Regions from separate parts of the Rattus norvegicus genome. Here region 2 is linked to region 1. A link is a contact called in public Hi-C data. All regions are on one chromosome and are shown on one strand. Each heading gives the region's core, a stretch centred on a gene start, on an enhancer-like site or on the middle of the called end of the contact. The rest is flanking DNA. Distances are from core to core; before and after follow the strand shown. Region 1 overlaps Pgf (placental growth factor). Region 2 holds the start of Eif2b2 (eukaryotic translation initiation factor 2B subunit beta).

Region 1 (5,858 bases), core at 2,268-4,767:
TATTCCTGAAATAGTTTCTGTGGAGACAGTCTCTGAAGACCATCCAGGGCCACTGAGACAGTAGCAGGTTTCTTTTACCAGCGTCAAAGCTGGAGAGGTCTATCCAAGCGTGAATGCAGGGAAACTCAGCGTCACTTGGCAAATCTGGGATAAGGTTGGCCTAACTCTCAGCCCAGTGCTCCCTTATCCCTGCATCGCACATTCTGCTTTCTCTGGCCTCAGTTTCCCCAGCTGTCAAAGGGGAACATATATGATGTCACCCATGACATGTCCCCTCACAACCTGAGAAGGCTTTCTGAGATGAGGAATCGAAGCCTGGCTCTGCCTCTACCACACCCTCTTATCTGCCTTGCCTCCACGTTCTGCTTGCCCCCTACGGCTCTGGAAGACATATATCCTAGACATGTTGGTTCCAGACTAGAATGCTTTATTCAAGAGAATCTGGCTTGGCAGTTAGACAGTCCCGGAAGAGACAACTGGTGGGCTGCAAGGGCCCTCCAGGAATTGGTTCGCTTTTCATAGCTGTGCACATGGCCCAGACTTGCAGTGGTCAAAGTCCATGGGCTAGTACTCCTCATGCAGCCTGCCCTCTGTTCAGCCCCGGGCCACTCTGCCTGTGTCCCAGAGAGGGGACAGCTTGGTGGTGCTTTGCAAAGGGTGAAGCGTGAACTTCTAGGCTGACAGGCAAAGCCCACAGGCGAGCTCTGTCCTCCAGAGCCAAATATCCCGTCCTGATCTCCAGGATACAGTAGACTGGGTCCCCTCCACATGTCTTCAATGCAGCCAGGGCCGGAGCTGCTGTCTGGGTGGAACAGAGGACCAAGGCAGGCTCTGGGTCTCCTCTTTTCTTCTCCAGTTCCCTGGAGACCCAGGGCCTCTGGGGTGTGGCTTATCCCTAGTACGGCCATGTCCGTGTCTTGCTTCTTCCCAAGCCGAAGGAAGCTCCCACGGAACCGTGGCTGGCTTCTTCCTTTCTCTCACGTTCTGTTTTAAGGCACTGAATTCCTGAGGGTCTTGTCCTTCCATGCCCCTTATCTTGGAGGGAGCAAGTCATTCAGCAGGGACGAGTTGGCTAATAAATAGAGGGTAGGTACCAGCAGGGAGGGTTCTGAGAGGGTGACGGTAATAAATATATGAGCTGGGTGTGGGTCTCTCCTCTGAGTGGCTGGTTACCTCCGGGAAACAGCATCACCTGCCAGAGAACAAACACAGACGAGTCAGGGAGAACAGGGTGCTGTGGAGGACGAGGTCCCCTCCTACAGAGAGGGCTGGGCCCAGAGGGACAAGAAACAACAGGAAGAAACAGCACCCCGGGAAGCCTGCTCATACTCAGACCAGGAAGCACGCATCTCCCTTGCCAAGCACCTGCTTAGGTGCCCAGTTTTGTGCCAGGCACTGTCTCCTTCGCCCTTCGCAACACCCCACAGGAGTGTTTCTCTTTCACAGAGGCAGAGCTCAGGCCCAGAGAAATTAAGAAACTTGCCTGAGATCACACAGTCGTTCAGTAGCAGAGACATCTGAAACCAATCTGGCATTCCGTAACAGTGACTCTAGTTACCCATCCCAAGACAGCAATCTTCAGACAGACTTGGCGGGAGTGGTTTTGTTGTTCGTACTTTTTTTTTTTTACTAGGTGTTTTGTGGCGCTGAGGGTTGAGCTCGGGTCTTACACATGGTAAGCCAGCTCCCTACCGCTGCGCTACATCCCCACTCCAAGGCAAAAAAAAGGGGGGGGGGTGTTTTTAAAGGAATCAGTCCTCAGCCTCCTCGGACATTTGATTAAACTTTGGGTGAGGGAGCGCCAGAGGCAGCTGTCCTCGCTACACCTGCTCTTCCCCCTTGAGAAGGATTAGGTGTTCCAAACCCAGCTTTTGCTAATATGATTTTCAAAGGTAAAGAAGAGCCCAGCAGTGGTGGCGCACGCCGTTAGTCCCGCGCTCAGGAGGCTGAGGCAGGTGAATCTCTGTGAGGCCAGCCTGGTCTACAGAGTGAGCTCCAAAACAGCCAGGGCCTCACACAGACTAATCCTGTCTCGACAAACCAAAATAAATAAATAATTTTAGAAATTAGAAAGAAGGGAAGAAAGAGAAAAGGTTCACAGTGGCATGTGAGGCAGGATTGCTGTGAGTTTAAAACCAGCTTGGACTACATAGCATCCTATCTAAAAGAAAAAAAAAAACAAAACAAAACAAAGAAAAACCCCAAATGTTCAAGGCAAGGCCAACCTAAAATTAAGCAGGAGCCCCAGGAGCTGTTGAAATTCTTTCAGGCGATACCTGAACAAGACCCCTGAAGACCCGTATCTGAGGGACGGCATAGTGGCACTTGATCTACGTGTGTGGAACCTTCAGCTCTGGCTCCCTTGGTTCCCAAGTAGGAGGGTTCCTTCCCTGATCCCTGTCTTCCAGCTCCACCAGTTAGTTACTCTGTAACCTGGGACTCCAGCCTGCTGCCCCCCAAGGTGAAGCAAGGATGGGCATGGAAGGGAGAGAGGAGGGGGAGGGAAGGATCCAAAGACAGAGGAAGACACTGGCCTGGGAATTTGAGAGCAGCACACTGCACCTGCCCCCGGGATGCCTAGAAGTGGCCAACTATGTAGCAAAAGGCATACCCTGGAAGAACAGGGCAGGGGGTTGTCACTCAGGTGCCTGGCACTCAGCAGTGCTTGGTGACGACCTGCAATAGCCCATTGCTTGCTGTATTCCCAGCCCCATCGATTTACAAGGAACGTGATTTGCTTAAGGCCACAAAGAGATAAGGGACAAAAACTAAATTCCCTCAATGCACCTTAGACCTTACAAGACATGGATTCCCTGTTCTTGCCCCAAGACCTCATCCCAGCTTTGCCTCACACCCCTCTCTGGCCATTGCTTCGTGCTGCCAGGGCAGCTCCCCCACCCACCCCTTAGGCTCAGCATACTCACAGGTGGGGTTCCTCAGTCTGTGGGGTTTTGCTTTGCTTCCTCTTCCCCTTGGTTTTCCTCCTGCAATAAGTCAAGCATCAGTACATGGGGCTCCTGGTGCTAAGACAGCGACTGGCAGGTCCGACAATCTCCCCGAGCAGTACACTTACCTTTCTGCCTTTGTCGTCTCCAGAATAGGCCTAGGGAAACAGAAAGATGCAGGGGAGAAGGGTAAATGGATGTTTCCTGCTAACACCCACTTCCCCCAGAGTTCCTAGGTCCTGGTAACGCGGTTGCTCCAGCGCCACTAGGGGGCAGCACGGAGCTGGTGAAGAAGCTGTGGCAGGGGCGCCGGGGCTTGCGCTAACATTACCCTAGGTCCGGGCAATCCCGAGAGGTCCAAGTTTGCCCCTGGGGCTTTTCATCACATGTTTCTGCTCGCCCTAGCCTCTTGGCATCAAACCTGGGATCTTTTGACTCTGCTCTCTGCTATTTTACCTTTTCCCTGTTCAGTTTCCCGTTCCTTCTGGGGTGCCTTCTGGGAGTCCCACAAGAGAGTAAATGATGAACAAGACTGTAGACAGGGCAATAGTGACTACCAGCTACCGCCTGGGCTTAGCCCCGCCCCACCGTGGCAACAGCAGGGAGCCTGCTTCACAGTCTCCAGGCATGTCCCAGCTCTGCCTTCTGGGGCCGTGGCTCTTGGCCCAGAAGTAAAAAGAAAGGTGTCCCTGTTGCCTGGCCTGCTGGAAAGAGATCTCTTCAAGAGTTCCCAAGAACAGGGTTCCAGGCAGGAGGGGCCGCACGGGCCCTGAATGTATGTTGTCCTAAGCTGGCCCACTTTCCCTACTTCTAAGCAGATGGGCAAGTTGAAGTAAAGGTGATATAGAGGTGAAGGTCACTGGGGGAGGGGGCAAGGAGGGAGTCCTGGCTGAACTGTTGGTGTCTGGCTGGAAGTGAACAGGTTGAGTCAAGGCCTCTAATACTGGCATAGTAGAGAGGGCCTGGAGCCAGGGCTCAGGTTCAAAGAGGGCAGCTAGAGTCCTAGGCAGAGCCGGGCAGTGTAGCTAACTGTGGCTATGGAGACTTGGTGACTGCCAAGAAAGGCAGCAGGAGTGAGACAGGCCAGATCCAAATCTAGAACCCTCTTCCACGCTGGCTAGTGCAGCGAAACACAGAGCTGCACAGAGCCTGGCTCGCCTGCCTCATCTGTGCAATCTGTGGCCACAAACGCGCGGCCGACCTTGCTCTCTTGCTTACCACTGTATCCCAGGCACTTAGGCCAGGGTGTGGCATGAGTGAGCATTGAGTAAACACAAGTGGAAGGTGGTCCTCTCCCCCTTCTTCCCGCTCCAGTCTAGGCTCCCGACCTCTAATCTGGTGCCTTGTCCATGACACAGAGAAGCACCAAACCTCTCATGTTTCCTGGACCTGGATGGCACTCTGGGCTGCTGTTCCTAGCAACAAGTGGGCCAAGAGCCCGAGGAACAGACAGCAAGGCTAAGTGTTAGCCAGAGCTCCCAGGGACCGTTAGCAGTGTGCTGCAACTCTAAAGACACCGCCATACCTCCTTTATCTGTCCCTTTCCTTCTACAAGGGTTTTGTGCTGTATTCTTCTTGATCCAGTTTGCCCACACCCACCCCCAATGGGCAGGCAGTGTGGTCCAGAATCAAGCACAGTAATACCTTCGTCTATAGAAACCAGTTCCAAGGACCTGTGGCAGTTGTGTGACAAGTGCCGGGGCTCTGCAAATCTAGGAGAGACTTCCTTTTCTACTGTGATATCTTGGCAGCTGTGTTCCAGCTGCTGGGGCCAGCTCCTCAGGGTGAGTTGGCTCGCAGGGAGTATTAAATGAAAAGCATCTCCCCGGGACCACTTGCTTAGGGAAACAAATGCAGCCTGCCGCAGGCTGGCAGCCTTCCTTTTCCCAGGGGCCTGGCGAAGATCTGCTAAGGCCCAGGATCTAAGTGCACAGGGTCTGTCCCTGCTGCCCACCTAGGACTTACCTGCATTCGCAGAGCACATCCTGAGAGAATGTCATCTCCACGTAGGAATGTGGATCCCGATTGGGGGGAATCTTTAAGATCTGCGGGGGAATAGAAAGTTCATACCCAGTAAGGAGCCAGTGAGGAGCTCAGAGTTGGGATGGGGGCTCAAGAAGGCTGTTCTGGAGTAAGGGACCCTGGCTTGGAGTTTGGTTCCCATTGTAGGTCCCTGGCCTGCCTCTGTCCCTATCTGGGTAATTTCTAGAGGTTCTGTGGGCATCTGGATATGGTGGGCTATGGGCAGGCGGTGACGTGTGGGGAGACCTTCCTTACCTGCATAGTGATGTTGGCTGTCTTTAGCGCCACACAGTGCAGACCCTCGTCACCACAGCAGCCACTACAGCGACTCAGAAGGACACATGACGGACTGAATATATGAGACACTTCATTAGGGTGTTCATCTGCAATGTACACCAGCTTCTCCATTGGCCGGCAGTAGCTGCGGCCCCACACTTCATTGAAAGGCACCACTACGGGAAGACAGAAGGGCCAGGTCAAGTCAGCAGGGATGTCCCAGGCTTGGCTCTCGGGTTCAGTTCACACAAAGTTCACTTCTTCCATAAAACCCCTGGCCCTATCTGGGTCCCTCTGCTCTGAAGTATTGCTGCCTTCACTCTGAGATGCCTTAGCTGCTGCTGGCCTCTCAGCTCTTCGGGGCTCAGATTCCAATGGAGCAGAAACTCTCAAGGTCCCAGCTTCTCAATCTGTCTTTCTCGCTGGTTCCAAGTCTTCCTTAGAGCTTTGACGACTATGCTGTGGTCACTCCTCAAGCTTGTGGGTCTTTCTCCACCTGACCTAGTGCTTCCTGAGCCTTGGAGAACTTGCTGGAAACAGTATACCAGGAAGCATATAGTATACAGTATACTAGCCTTCCCTTGGCCTCTGCCGCAACCCCATTATGGCTTCCTT
Region 2 (5,858 bases), core at 1,265-3,764, 48 kb after region 1:
AGTGCTATGCATCTGTCACAGGGACTCCTCCTGCTCTACAAACATACATGCAGACAAACTCCCATACACATGGTTTAAAAAATAATTTTAAAAGGAACTGTGGTCAACATTTCTTCTCAGTCACTGCTTTCTCTGAGAGGATGCATATGGATGTGTTCATGTGCATGTGGAAGCCGATGTGCTTGTGTGCATGTGCCACTGACGTGTTTGTGTGCACGTGGCAGCTCGGCTGTCATCCTCCAGACGCCACCCACACTCCTCCTAGAGCTCACCACTTCCCAATATTATCACAGTAAAAGATCAACCTTCAGCAGACTTTTGAGGAACACACTTCAACCATATGCAAGCTCTAATAATGAGCAAAACGGAGTTTGGTAAGTGTGGGGAAACACAAGACTCACTGGAGCAGGAAAATGCAAATTAAAACAATCCTGAAGTATCTTTTTTATGTCTACTTCCTACAGAGATGTTTGGTAATACCATGTGTTGGTAAGCATGTAGAACATTGCTAGACAGATGGCCCCACCACTCCTCTGCTGTGAGGTGACCTGGGCAGGGGGGAGATGCCCACCTGAGACAGTCGGGAAAGCTGACCCTAGGGTCATCAGAGTGGGGGGAGCTGGGCCTGACCCTCATCTGGACATCACAGTAGCGTTGGCCCCAGTTGAGGGGTTTTGGGGTTAGCCAGCCCCCAGAGTGAGAGCAAGAGAGAGCTGGCTCCTATCAACCTGTGCCGTGAGGTGGTATGGGTGTGGGGGTGATGCCCTCTTCCTCTTCACCACCTGAGGCAGTCTAGAGAACTGGTCTTTAGGTCATAAGAGCAGGTGAGTTGGCCCTGTCCCTTGAACACTAGAGCACTTGGGCAAATGGGTTCTATACTTCCATTGGGCAGCACAGTAGAGCTGGTCCTGGTGTAGGGGGCACATGTGAGTTGTGGAGAAGGGCAGAGTGTGGGAGAGATGGCCCCTTGATACTTCTCTGGTGGTGTGGGTACTGGTGTGATGCCCTTTCCCTTCTCCCTTGCCACCTGCAGTAGCCAGGAAAGTTGATCCTGGAGTCATGAGAGGGAAGAGCTAGCCTTGCCCACTCACTGGCTGCAGCACTTGGGAGAGCTGGCCCTGTGCCTTGCCTGGGCAACACAGTGGAGTTGGCCCTGATGGCTAATGTACAAGTGAGCCAGCCCCCAGCAAATGAAACAATGTGCCATTTAGATTGCAAATATTTACTCTTTTTTTTTTTTTTGGTTCTTTTTTTTTTTTTTTCGGAGCTGGGGACCGAACCCAGGGCCTTGCGCTTCCTAGGTAAGCGCTCTACCACTGAGCTAAATCCCCAGCCCTATATTTACTCTTTTTAATGTGTTGCTGTATTCTAAAGATTTATTTATGTGAGTACACTGTAGCTAGTGTGTCTGACACACCAGAAGGAGGCATTAGATCCCTTTACAGATGGTGGTGAGCCACCATGAAGTTGCTGGGAATTGAACTCAGGACCTCTGGAAGAGAATTCAGTGCTCTTTTTTTTTTTCAATATTTATTTATTTAATGTATGTGAGTACATTGTTACTGTCTTCAGACACACCAGAAGAGTGCATCAGATCCCATTACAGATGGTTGTGAGCCACCATGTGGTTGCTGGGATTTGAACTCAGGACCTCTGGAAGAGCAGTCAGTGCTCTTAACCGCTGAGCCATCTCTCCAGCCCGCATTCAGTGCTCTTAACCGTTGAGCCATCTCTCCAGCCCATGTTGCTGTATTCTATTTCCTAATAATTTATTAGTTTTTTTTATTTTGCTTTTTGTTTGTTTTTGTTTTTGCTAATGACGGGTACAGTTTTCCTGTACTCAGTTTATATGATTTTGATATTGATCTAGTACCCAGGAAAACAATTTGTCAGCTATAAGGAGAGTCTTAAAAGTCTGGAATATTGATCCCGACTTCAGCAGCCTGACTGCCTTCTTGTTGCTTCCACCGTAGCTCCAGATTCACCAGATCTCAGAATGGACCCCAAATGCTCCTGATCTACCGGCGGCTCCTGCACCTGCTCCAGCTCCTGCGACTGCAAGAACTGCAAATGCACCTCCTGCAAGAAGAGCTGCTGCTCCAAATGTGCCCAGGGCTGTGTCTGCAAAGGTGCCTCGGACCAGTGCACGAGCTGTGCCTGAAGTGATGTAGCAGCACTTTTCTGGGCGTCCTGAGTCCTGGACGCGCACTTGCGGCGGCTACCAAGCAACAGGCAGCCCAGTCAGGAAAGAGGAAAGCAACTTCTATTGGTCACAGGGAGGGAGAGCCGCTTGCTATCCCCATAGCAACCAGACTGGCCAGTGTCCTACGGGCTTCGGGCGCAGACTCCCAAGAGGACACTTCCAGCCGTCACTTCCCGGCGGCGCGCCCAGCTCCACTGTAACACGTTTCTGATTGGCCTCAGCAGAGTGAAGGGCGGGCTTACAACTTCTCAAACTCAATTATGCTTCACCGAGCGGAAGTTGACCTCTCTCGCCCCGGAAGTGAAACTGGTCTGGCAGTTGAGGCTTCTGCAAGTCCAGGGACTGTAGTGGAGATGCCGGGTGCCGCGGCGAAGGGCTCGGAGTTGTCCGAGAGGATCGAGAGCTTCGTGGAAACTCTGAAGCGAGGTGGCGGGCGGCGCAGCTCGGAGGACATGGCTCGGGAGACCCTGGGGCTGCTGCGCCGGCTCATCACGGACCACCACTGGAACAACGCCGGTGCGGCAGCCCCAGCCCCACTCTTTTTGTCCTCGTTCTATTTCTGAAGCTGATATTCACTCTCACCGCACACCTGCCCCGTTCACCTGGTCTCTCTTGGGTTTCAGGGGACCTAATGGATTTGATCCGCAGAGAGGGTAGGAGGATGACAGCCGCGCAGCCCTCCGAGACCACCGTGGGAAACATGGTGCGGAGAGTCCTCAAGATCATACGGGAGGAGTATGGCAGGTCAAACTCACAGCTTGGGTGGGCTCTTGGTGGGACCAAGGGATGCTGGCTTTTTGTTATTAAAACTGTGTCTCCTATCAGCTTGGAGCCTCTGTTGTGACTGAGCTGCTCCGGTTGCCCCCACGTTCACTCTTTGGGTCTTGTTGCCTCTTTAGACTGCATGGGCGCAGTGATGAGAGCGATCAGCAGGAGTCCCTGCACAAACTCTTGACATCCGGAGGCCTGAGCGAGGATTTCAGCTTCCATTATGCCCCACTTAAGTCCAACATCATTGAGGCGATTAATGAGCTGCTAGTGGAACTGGGTAAGAGGTCTGATCACTAAATGGACAAGATAGGTCAAAGGCAAGTGAAACAACACCCCCCCCCCCGAGAAATTAATCATTGATAGGGATAGGGGAGATTACCAGTCTTCTGGTTTGAACAGCATCTGGTAGGAATGGATGGAAAACACCAGGCCTATAGTAACTGCATCTTTCAAGACAGGCCTGCTCTTTCAAAGCACATTATTCGGGAGATTTATTTTAGGGCACGTCTTTATTTTATTTTATTTTATTTTGTAGCAAATGAACTTGCTGGGAATGTAACTCAGTTGAAGAGTACCATACTTGAGACCCTGGGTTTAATTCCCAGCGCTGCAAAAAACAAACAAACAAACAAACAAAAAACAAACAAACAAAAAACAAACCAAAAAACAGAAAATGAATTCCCAAAAGTCACATTTGAAAGTTTCTTTTTCACTAAACTTCATCTTGACTTCAAAAAAATGTTTAACGGTGTTGGGGATCTGGCTCAGTGGTAGAGCGCTTGCCTAGGAAGCGCAAGGCCCTGGGTTTGATCCGCAGCTCCGAAAAAAAGAACCAAAAAAAAAAAAAAAAAAAAAGAAAAGAGGTTGGAACTTTGCCCCTTGAGCCTTTAAACCTGGCCATGGCAGGTGGGCAGCACGAGAGCAGGCTTCCCTTGGGGACCATCGCATGTCTGGGCGAAGCATGACGCTTGCACATTCTCTTGTGAACCTATTCTTGCAGAAGGCACAACGGAGAACATTGCAGCCCAAGCTCTGGAGCACATCCACTCCAACGAGGTGATCATGACCATTGGCTTCTCTAGGACAGTCGAGGCTTTCCTTAGAGAGGCAGCCCAGAAGAGGAAGTTCCATGTCATTGCTGCAGAGTGTGCTCCTTTCTGCCAGGTAAAAGGGGCTGCTAGAGTCACCAAGAAGGGGTGAAGAGGGAATAAAGGAGGGGTGAGTCTGAGCCAACTGTGAATTGATTAGCTCTACCTTGAGTCATTAAGAAAGTAAATCATGCTGGATGCGATAGCCCACACTTTAAATCACAGCTCTAGGGATGTAGAGGCAGGCAGGTCTCTGAGTTCGAAACCAGCCTGGTCTACATAGTGAGTTCTCTGACAGCCAGGACTACTGAAAGACCCTGTCTCAGAGAGGAGGAGGAGGAGGAAGAGGAGAAGGAAAGAAAGAGAGAAAGAAAGAAAGAAAGGGGAAGAAAGAAGGAAAATCAGTCCTGTCATGCTGGCAGCGCAGGCCTTTAGTCTCAGCATTGGGGAGGCAGAGGCGGGTAGACCTCTGAGTGTGAGAACAACTTGATCTGGTACATAGTGAGTTCCAGGTAAGCAAGCGCTCAATAGTGAGAACTCGCCTGTAAACAAACAAGGGTTGCACATACCACATACACCACACACACGCACACACACACACACGCACACACCACAGACACATACCACACACACACACAGAACCCCTCCCCAAACAAAATATCAGTAAGGATTTTCAAGTTGCTGTAGATACATTTAAATGGTCGTTTAAGAAAGCTGTGTAAATGACTGGTCCTAGGTACCTTGGGTGTGACTGGTGTTTAATCTCACTCAGTCCTTACGTAAATAACAGGTGTCAGGAAACACACAGGACATCAACGTTGTAAAAGACCGGGATGGGAGCTGTCCTGCTGGCTGTGCTTGCATTACGTAAGCAGTTGTATTTCCAGTTTTGTGCTGCTCTGAAGTAACATTTAATAGCGTCCCCGTGGCCTGCCAGACTCTACCACTGATAGATGGGTTATCCGGGGGACTAGATTTCAGAGTTTGAGATCCAGTTCCATACATCAGCTCTGGTCACTATATCACTTTGTTCTATCACCAGCCTTTTTTTCCCTCCTGTTTCAGGGACATGAAATGGCCGTCAATTTGTCCGAAGCAGGTATCGAGACAACTGTCATGACCGATGCTGCCATTTTTGCTGTTATGTCAAGAGTCAACAAGGTGGGTGGCACTGGAGTCACTAATTCTGGAATACGAGTTTCTTTTTCTTGTCTTGTGAGGTCCACAGTGAGAGCAGGTTTCTAGCTCCATTTGAAAATGAGCACTTGGGCCCCTGGAATCTGTTCGCTGGCCTTGTCCCCCTCACCCACATCACCGATCCTCACGAGGAATAGCCTCTAAATGTGACTGACGCATTGAAAAGAAGGAAGTGGAACTGAGCTAAGCGTGCTAGTGAGCTGTTGGGGTTTGCTATGGGTTCCCATGTCTGCTCAGGGAGCTGGGCAGGGTGGATGGTAAGTGACCGGGCTTAGGTCCCGGGAGGTGCTGGGCATGACTTCCAGGAAAGGCCGGGGAAAAACAGGTGTTGCAGCTTCCCGAGCCATGCCATGTTTGTCAGAACTAGTAGGTTACCTGGCCCTCTGCTGCCTGTTAGCCCTGCAGAGGCCACGATACAGGCCTGAACATCCAGCCAAAGGCCCTGTTAGGTCTCCACCCCAAGGTGCTCATGGCTTTTCTCCTCCCAAAGGTGATCATTGGTACGAAGACTATCCTGGCCAATGGTTCCCTGAGGGCTGTGGCAGGAACTCACACTCTGGCACTGGCAGCCAAACACCACTCCACGCCTCTCATCGTCT

Evidence for each region. Hi-C and Micro-C count contacts between places; a contact is called where the count stands out from the background.
Region 2: a Hi-C map of Schwann cells shows a contact between it and region 1, with 2.6 times the contacts expected there. The contact joins the promoter of Eif2b2 here to the enhancer-like site in region 1. A contact is called at or near these places in 2 of 12 Hi-C or Micro-C datasets (Schwann cells and psoas muscle).

What each region holds. Positions count from the first base shown.
Region 1 is chr6:110,546,759-110,552,616 of GRCr8, forward strand. It overlaps Pgf (placental growth factor), which reads right to left. Exons shown (of 7, transcript NM_053595.2): 3 at 5,223-5,419; 4 at 4,911-4,990; 5 at 3,074-3,103; 6 at 2,925-2,984; 7 at 407-1,192. The coding sequence ends at 1,189. Among named protein-coding and RNA genes, the nearest start is that of Pgf, 8.1 kb to the right of the region's middle. Within about 2 kb of position 3,518, at least 24 of the 93 cell types and tissues checked have an H3K27ac peak or open chromatin away from gene starts, as enhancers often do.
Region 2 is chr6:110,595,465-110,601,322 of GRCr8, forward strand. It overlaps Eif2b2 (eukaryotic translation initiation factor 2B subunit beta), which reads left to right and starts at 2,515. Exons shown (of 8, transcript NM_032058.2): 1 at 2,515-2,719; 2 at 2,827-2,947; 3 at 3,103-3,251; 4 at 3,975-4,138; 5 at 5,128-5,223; 6 at 5,750-5,858. The coding sequence starts at 2,557. It also overlaps the pseudogene Mt1-ps4.